2 separate regions of the Anser cygnoides genome follow, and region 2 is linked to region 1. Evidence: chromatin contacts called from public Hi-C data. All regions are on one chromosome and are shown on one strand. Each heading gives the region's core, a stretch centred on a gene start, on an enhancer-like site or on the middle of the called end of the contact. The rest is flanking DNA. Distances are from core to core; before and after follow the strand shown.

Region 1 (4,333 bases), core at 819-3,318:
TCACGTTGCAGAACACAGGTTTGTTAACAGATTTTTTAGCGTGCCTCATCTCTGCCAACTCAAGCGTTACTGTGAGGTTTGCTGAAAATCAGAGACGTGACGACTGAAAATGCTACAGTGAGCTGGGGTAAACACTGGCCTCTGGAACGTCGGCCTGAGGCACGCAGCAGCTCTCCAGCCAGGGCACACCGAAGTACCACACTTACTCTGTTGAATGATCGAGCGTCTCTGTAATACAAAATTTTCATACAACGCTCGATCAAGCTCCGGGCTTCCTCCTTTGTTAGGGTGGGTTTCTTCTCCAAGACTTCTCTCATCAATGGCTGAAAGAAAGCAACAAAAACCAATATCTCAACAGCTCAGTCATGCAGCACCAAGTTTGCTTCAGCAGCTGAGTGCACACTCTGTTCCTGCCTGCAAATGCTCACCTGAGCTAGGAATGCTCCGTAACCCGTAGCAAGCGTAGGGGCTTCGTAGGCCACGCCAAGCATGTCCACGTAACCTAGGAAGCTGAAGGGATGGAGTGGTTAGTGCAGAACTCCTTGCCTAGGCAGAGCTGCATCACTCTGGGGAGGGCCTAGGCTTTTGAGCAGCTACATCCAGCTCAGAGCAGAAGCCAGCAAAGCAGATGCCCTCCCGCTGAGAAAGGCGGGAGTCTTGCCTTTTACCATTACGTGTTTTGCGTCACCGCTCCTCACCTACCTCTCGCCATTGTAGTAGCCTCCGATGACAACAGTGTTCCACAGGGGATTTATCTTGGACCTCCGGTTGTACATGACTCTCGTCAGCCAGGAATGAATGGCTTTGGGGCTGTAGCTGTGACCGTCTCCCAGCAGCTCCTCGTCAATTCTAATTCAGAGAGAAGTTTCACCCAACTGAGAAAAGCTGGAAACCACCTGGACGCGAGCAGCAGCCCACCTCCCGCTGTGCCATGGGCAGAGCAGGGGAGCCTCATGCAAAGCCACAGTACTCAGCAGAGAATTGGGAAAGGACACTTGCACCGGGGGGATTGCAAGCTTAGCGAAAGAACAAGGAGGAGCCTGAGCTCAGTTTTGGTCCCGCTCAGCGAACGCATCTCGCTACATCTCAGTGCTCTGAGAACTGGAAGGAGAGCGGCGCGGCGTTACCCACAGCACGGTCAGGGCTCGCCCCACCGGAGCCGAGCCCGTGAGAGGCGCAGCGCGGGCCGGGAGGACTTACACCATCTGGTCGATGATCTGCGCCAGGTACTGGAAGTCGGCGTAGTCCCCGGAGGCGCCCAGCACGGTGCTGTCGTTCACCCTCAGCAGCCGGGAGATGTTGCGGAAGCGGGCGAGGGAGCCGTAGGAGCCCATCATGTCCGCGGCGAGCATCACGCCGCCGTCGAACTTCACGCCCAGCACCGAGGTGCCCGTCACCATGGGGGTCCTGCAGGCCCCGGCGTCAGCGGCACCGGGGGGGCCGCTCCCCAAGCGCCCCCAGCCCCCCTCCCCGGTGCCCCCCTCCCCGGTTCCCCGCTGCCCGCTGCCCCCGGCCCGCCCCGCACTCACGTGGTCCGGGTGAGGGGCTGGAGGCCTGCGGCAGGCCCGGGCCCGCCGGGGCTGTAGGCCTGCCCCGGAGCCGGGCCCCCGGCCCAGAACGGCGGCGGCGCCCGCGTTCCCCCGGCCTCCATCTTAGTCACGGTGCGGCTCGCGCTGCGCACGCGCGCCGGGAGAGCGGCCGCTACCGGCCGCCGTAGGCAGAGGCGAGGCCGCGCGGCGCCATCTTGGGAGTGGCCCGGGCCGGAAGGGGGGAGGGCGGGCCGGGCTCCATCTTGTGTGTGGCGGAGCTCGCCTGCTCCCGGTTACGCCCCGCGAATGGCCCGTCGCGGGCCCCTGACCCCCGGGTGACGCCCGGGGACGGGCACCTGGGCGTTAAAACACCGGTTCTGCTCGGCCCGTCCTTGCCGAGCCGCGCCTCCGCTCCCAGCCGCCCTCCCCAAGATGGCGGCGCTCTGCTGGCGCCACGGGGGGGCGTCACGTGACACCGGCCCCGCCCCGGGCGAGCCAAGGGGGCGGGGGTGGGGGCGGGACCGGGCGGGTCTCTCCCCGCCCCGGGGCGTGGCCGGGCGCGGCGCGGTCCAATGGGCGCTCAGGGGGCGGGGCCTCGGCGGAGGTAACAGGTTGGGGCGGCGGCGGGGCTGAGCGGTGCCGGCGGCGGCGGCTCGGGAGGTGAGTGCGGGGCCATAGGGGCCATAGGGGCCATAGGGGCCATAGGGGCCATAGGGGCCATAGGGGCCATAGGGGCCATAGGGGCCATAGGGGCCATAGGGGCCATAGGGGCCATAGGGGCCATAGGGGCCATAGGGGCCATAGGGGCCATAGGGGCCATAGGGGCCATAGGGGCCATAGGGGCCATAGGGGCCATAGGGGCCATAGGGGCCATAGGGGCCATAGGGGCCATAGGGGCCATAGGGGCCATAGGGGCCATAGGGGCCATAGGGGCCATAGGGGCCATAGGGGCCATAGGGGCCATAGGGGCCATAGGGGCCATAGGGGCCATAGGGGCCATAGGGGCCATAGGGGCCATAGGGGCCGTTGCCCTCGCTGTGTGTTCAGCCTCATGGCAGAGCCTGTAGGGGCCGGGGCTATAGGGGTTGCCCTTCCCGGGGCGCGCCCTGCCCTGCGGCAGTACCTGTAGCGGATGGGGCCCTAGGGTCTGTCCTCCCCAGGCTGTGCCCTGCCCTGTGGCAGAACCTCTAGGGGCTGGGCCCGTAGGGCTTTCCTCTGGGGGGTGAGCTTTGCCCTGCAGCAGGTCCTACAGAGGCTGGCTCTGTAGTGGTCCTTGTCCTTGGGGGTGCTCTACCCGACAGCAGTCCCCACGAGGGGTTCTTATTCTGGGGTATGGCGTGCCATATAGCAGACTCCATAGGGATGCTTCCCCAGCGATGGGTCTGCCCCGGCCGGGTCTCCTCTCTTCTGTAGGCTCCCCTCACTAAGGGATCCTGCGTCACCTGTAGGGGCTCTCTGTGGGGGCTGCCCCTTTCACCAGGGACCTGCATTTCCCTGTGCCTCACCCCTACAGAGGTCGTATCTGCCGAGAACATCCCCTGGGTCCTGGCCCCACGCACCCGTCTGTAGGGGCTGCTGGCGTGGGTGCCCTCCTCCGGCAGGGACCCGCCGTAATGCCCCCCATAGGCACTGCTCTATGGGGCACCCTTCCTGGGCTCTGTGTCCCCGTGAATCCTGTCCCTTCTGGCGCTGCTGCGGCCTCTCCCTCGTTCGCTCCTCGTAAATATTTAGCGTCGTTTATGGCTCCTGCAATCTCTGACCGGGGGAGGTGGCTGATAAGGGCCGAGTCCCAGCCTGGTTTTCGGGGCTGCGCCCAGCCCGGACGGGGACGGACGGAGCCGCTCTGCCTTCCTGCTCTGAGCACTGCCAGGACCTCGGGTCCCTTCCTTCTGAACCGCGTTGGTATGGAGATAATCTCAGCCGAAGCCTTGAGCTGCAGAAGGACGAGTTGCGTCCCCGAGCGGGGAAAATCAACACCTCCGGGACCTCGCAGCGTCACGCGCCGTTTTATTACACCGGGGCCAGCCCCGTGCTCCCCGCTGCTGGCGGAGTGGGTTCAAACCTTGCCCGGCCGCGGGGCGGCCGTAACGCGGCACCTGCTGAAACTTTAATGCGCCACGCCGCCCTACTTCGCCCGGCTCCCAGGGCGCTGCTTTCAGCCTCCTGTTTCAATAAGGAAGAAAAGCGAAACCCGCACAGCGCTGGCTGCGGGGGGTTACGGCACGCGGGGCGGCGATGCTGCGTCCCCGGAGCTGCCTCGGTGCCCCCCCGGGTCCCCTGGGGCCTTGATGCCCGCGGTCACCGGGGCCAGGTCTCGATGCCCACGGGCTCGCCCCTGCAGGTTGGGTGATGGCTGCGAGGGGCAGGGGTGCCCAGGTCGTGCTGCCCGTCCCCATCCCCGTTTCCTCCCCTCTGCCGGATCTGTCCCCAGGATAACCCGTCCTCTGCGCCCGCTGTCCCAGCCCTTTGTTTGGAGGGTGCTCGCGGATCGCTCCCGGCGGTTTTGCTCCCCACCACCCCGACCAGTTGAGCTGGTTTGGGGCCGAGTTTCCATCTCCGTCCCTGTAGATAACATCCCCACAGATAACGTGGCGCTTGTGACCGAGTCCTCTCCCGCTGCAGCCCCTCGCAGCGTCCCCCCCCACTCCTGTTTTGGGGCTGCACTGGGGTGGTGCCGGCTGGGACCAGCACTGAGGTGTCACTGTGAGCGAGGGGGGACAACTGGGGGCTCCCCGGCCTTGGCCTGGTGCCCTGGGGTCCCGGTGGTGCCAGGGCTGCTGCTGCTCACCGCAGCCCCACAGCGA
Region 2 (4,333 bases), core at 750-3,249, 610 kb after region 1:
GCCCCCAGGCCATTCCTCCTGCCCGCTCCAAGCTTCGCCTTCTCCCCCCCAGTTTGGGATCTCAGGTTCAAGTTCCCTGTAAGGCTCGAGTGTCTTACAGGGAAATGAAGGCCCAAGTGACTCACTTCACCTGCCTTGGTGTAGGTTTCTAGAAGTGACTAAGACTTCTTAGGAACTAAGCCCTTAATCCACGCTCAGCAACGAAGCCCATTAAGGGCGTCTTAATTACAGAGGTCAGAGTGACCCCACCTAAGCGCCTCTCTCAACACCCTCCGGCACCCAAACCTCCTGGAGGGTGGCAAGGCACAGCAGCACTCACCAGCAGCTCTGGAGTGTTCACATCAACGGGGTCCATAACCTCGAAGCGCTTCTTTATCTCCTGTGTGGGAAAGGACGGGCGCTCGAGGAAGGCCTTCACCCAGTAATCCACGCAGCCGTACTTTCCCTTGAAGGTTGTACCAAGAGGCCTGAGAAGACAAACACCTGTTGTTAGGCACATCTGAGGCAGCAACAGAGTTTTCCATAAGACCGCGATTTATTTTTTTTTCCTCAGAGACTGTATTTGTGTGATACTTACCCCTGCGGAAGCTCGAATCCGAATTTGTACTCGTATTTGTTCCCAGGTCTCAAGATTACAGAACCATCCCCATCTGGGAAAAGAAGAGGGGAGCGTTAGATGAAGCTCCAGGGCACTGTTCTTAAGCATTATCCCCTTCGTGCTTACCCAGGCAGCGATCAAGTCAGAGGCTGCATGAGCTAGAGCAGCATTAGCTGTTTGCTAAGAGCCTCCCACACCTGTCCCCAAACAACCACAGAACTTCATGTCCTCATGAAGCGAGCAGCACTTTCACTTCCTCTTTCAACATCCGCAGCTGAGGCCACAAACACAATCTTGCCTCAGTTCAGCCTGCGTTACCCCTCCCCACTGCCTCCCCCTTGGACTTTGCAGGAGTATCCAACACCACCTTCCTCGCTGTTTATCTCTGAGATTTCACATCACCCCAGGTATCTCCCGGGAACTCTGCCAACTCCCTCTCCGCCTACCCTGCAGCCAGCCCAACAGGGAGGCTGAAGGCAGGCAGGGAAGTTCTCCGTGCCCTGGAAACTCCTCGCCTCTGGCACCATCTGTGCGGGCCCCTCCCTGCCTACCTGTTGCAGGCACCAGGCTCAGCTCCTGCTGCCCTGCAACACCCAGCCCAAACCGATCTCATTCTGCCTGCTCCCAGCCACTTCAACACCCAGGTCCCTTGGTCGCAGCACGGCTGCTTTTGTTCCGGGCTCCTCACAGGGCACAGAAACCCTCACCTTTCCCTTTGCCCAGCTGTGAGGCCTCTATCCATTTCCTCATTTCTCCCGAGTTCCAGCCACCACCCGGTTCCACTTTCAGCGCTGAGCCCTCCCACCCCAAAACTCCCCCAAAACTCCCCACCAAGACACCCCACACCCAAGGGGGCACAGCCAGGACACCCCAAGGAGAGACCCACCTCCACACCCCCTTCTCCCAGCCCCAAGCCCTCACCTGTGGGCTGTTCCTCCAGGGTCAGGACGTCCTCGAAGCGCAGGTACTCCATCTCCTGCTTGCACTGCTGGGGGCCCTTGGCCCAGTTGACTTTGGCCACCCCGCAGGCCAGCACCTTGACGGCGCTGACGCGAGTCACCTCGGCCACCTCCACCAGCACGCGGCCGGCCACCTTCTCCCCGCTACAATAAACCTTCTCGGGCTCGCTGAAGGCCACGAGGAAGGTCTTAACTTTCTTGAACATCACCATGGCTGAGGTGAGTGCGTGAGGATTCTCCCGAGGAAGCAGCGAGCGGCGACGCGGGGCAGAGATAGGTTTTTCTTCCTCGCAAGGAGGAAAAAAGGCTATAAACCACCCCAAAAAAGGCTGGTTTCAGTCAAAAAAGAAAAAAAAAGTAGGAGGTTTAACCCCTTTCTGCCCGCCGCAGAGCCGCTGCGTAGCTCCTCCGCCTCCTGCTGCCCTCAGCGCTCTGGCCGCGGCGCCGCCGCCCGCCCCCTTTTATAGCCTCCGCCCGCCCGCGCTCCCCCCTCCCGCGCCTGTTGATGCCAGGCGCTCCACGCCGAAGGCGCGTGGCCAGGCCGTGCTGCTCGCGTGATCAGCGCGCCCATTGGCCGCCGCCGCCTTGTTTACAAGCCGGCTGGCCAATCAGCGCGCCGCCTGCGGAGCGTGGACAGCGTGTGAAGGAGAGGCGAGCGTGTGCTCGGCTGGGGAAGGCGGGGGCGGGGGCGGGGAGGGAGGCGGAGTGACAGCGCGGCGGGCCAATGGGAAGTGAGGACGGGCGGCGGTGGAGGCCAATGGGGAGCGGGGAACGGGATGTTCTGTTCCCAGCTGTGAGGGCCGGGGGCGAGACCCCCGCCTGGGGCTGGGCCCTGAGGGGGGGGGGGGGGGGGGGCTTGGGGCGACCCCCGCCCGCTGGGGGCTTCCACAGCCCCCCCCCCAAGTCCCCCTCAGTCACCTCCTGTGTTCCCTCAGCCCCCCAGTGATGTCCCCCCCCGCACCTAAAAACGTCTATTTTGTGGTAAAAAAAGGACGGAATTGGGGTCTGGGGGGCATCTCTCAGCCTCCCTCCGTCCTTTCTGGGGACCGTGAGGGGGCTCCCCTCATCCACCGCCATCTGCAGCCTGCAACAGGGTCCTGTGCCCCCTCCAAAGGGTCCTGTGCCCCCCAGTAGGGTCCTGTGCCCCCTCAGTAGGGTCCTGTGCCCCCCCAGTAGGGTCCCGTGCCCCCCCAGTAGGGCCCCGTGCCCCCCCAGTAGGGTCCTGTGCCCCCCCAGTAGGATCCCGTGCCCCTCAGTAGGGTCCTGTGCCCCTCCAACAGGGTCCTGTGCCCCCACCAAAGGGTCCTGTGCCCCCCCAGTAGGGTCCTGTGCCCCCACCAAAGGGTCCTGTGCCCCCCCAGTAGGGTCCTGTGCCCCCACCAAAGGGTCCTGTGCCCCCACCAAAGGGTCCTGTGCCCCCACCAAAGGGTCCTGTGCCCCTCCAGTAGGGTCCTGTGCCCCCCCAGTAGGGTCCTGTGCCCCTCCAAAGGGTCCTGTGCCCCCACCAAAGGGTCCTGTGCCCCTCCAAAGGGTCCTGTGCCCCCCCAGTAGGGTCCTGTGCCCCTCCAAAGGGTCCTGTTCCCCTCCAGTAGGGTCCTGTGCCCCCCCAGTAGGGTCCTGTGCCCCTCCAAAGGGTCCTGTGCCCCTCCAACAGGGTCCTGTGCCCCCCAGTAGGGTCCTGTTCCCCTCCAAAGGGTCCTGTTCCCCTCCAGTAGGGTCCTGTGCCCCCCCAGTAGGGTTCCGTGCCCCCCCAGTAGGGTTCCGTGCCCCCCCAGTAGGGTCCTGTGCCCCTCCAACAGGGTCCCGTGCCCCTCCAAAGGGTCCTGTTCCCCTCCAGTAGGGTCCTGTGCCCCCCCAGTAGGGTCCTGTGCCCCTCCAAAGGGTCCTGTGCCCCCCCAGTAGGGTCCTGTGCCCCCCCAGTAGGGTCCCGTGCCCCCCCAGTAGGGTCCTGTGCCCCTCCAAAGGGTCCTGTTCCCCCCCAGTAGAGTCCTGTTCCCCTCCAGTAGGGTCCCATGCCCCCCCAGTAGGGTCCCGTGCCCCCCCAGTAGGGTCCCGTGCCCCCCCAGTAGGGTCCTGTGCCCCCTCCCTGCCTGCCAGATTTGGGCACCCCCCCCAAACATCCCTTTTGTGCGCCGTCACCCCGCTAAAAGCAAGGCATGACGCCCCCCTCGCCCCCCACACTTCGGGACCTTTCCAGCCGTCGCCCCGGGGTGACAGCACCGGCGGCACGCGGCTGAGATCACCGGGCCTCGGCGTCACCGAGGCTCGTCACAGAACCACGGGGGGGGGCACAGGACCACGGGGGGGGCTCTTTTCTTATCAACAAGGCCCCCACCACGGGCTGCCCCCCCACCTCCTACCCCCGTGCCCCCCCCAGCTCCTCGGCCCCGTTCCCCCGCGGGGATTTGGGGCGCTGCCGTGGCCCCCGCTCACGACCCCATCACATTTTCCTTCCTCGATTATTTTTTACAAGCACACGTTCCCCCCGCCCCCCCCCCCCAACTTTTTCTTTTTCTTTTTTTTTTTTTCTGGAGGGGGGGCTTTTTTCACCACTCATTTTGAGCCCTGTTATACTCCTGCGGCTCAGGAAGGGCAGCGCAGGGAGTGGAGGAAACGGCAGAACAATATTTTCGGAGTCGCCCAGGCCTCCCCACCCGCAACGAGGAAAGGGATTGGTTTTTTTTTTTCTTCTTTTTTTTTTTCTCAGGAGTTGTCTCTTTTGTCCTTCGCCCGCTCACGTGGGCCTTGTTTGTCCGTGGCTTTCTGGCACACACCC

The links. Hi-C and Micro-C count contacts between places; a contact is called where the count stands out from the background.
Region 2: a contact with region 1 is called in a Hi-C map of liver, with 4 times the contacts expected there. The contact joins the promoter of TXNIP here to the promoter of CGN in region 1. A contact is called at or near these places in 2 of 7 Hi-C or Micro-C datasets (both in liver).

The regions. Positions count from the first base shown.
Region 1 is chr33:446,274-450,606 of Taihu_goose_T2T_genome, forward strand. It overlaps CGN (cingulin), which reads left to right and starts at 2,069. Exons shown (of 21, transcript XM_066986017.1): 1 at 2,069-2,189. It overlaps PSMB4 (proteasome 20S subunit beta 4), which reads right to left and starts at 1,688. Exons shown (of 7, transcript XM_048054604.2): 1 at 1,530-1,688; 2 at 1,201-1,407; 3 at 703-849; 4 at 429-510; 5 at 207-323. The coding sequence starts at 1,651.
Region 2 is chr33:1,053,278-1,057,610 of Taihu_goose_T2T_genome, forward strand. TXNIP (thioredoxin interacting protein) reads right to left here and starts at 2,000. Exons shown (of 8, transcript XM_013201232.3): 1 at 1,520-2,000; 2 at 578-650; 3 at 320-467. The coding sequence starts at 1,769.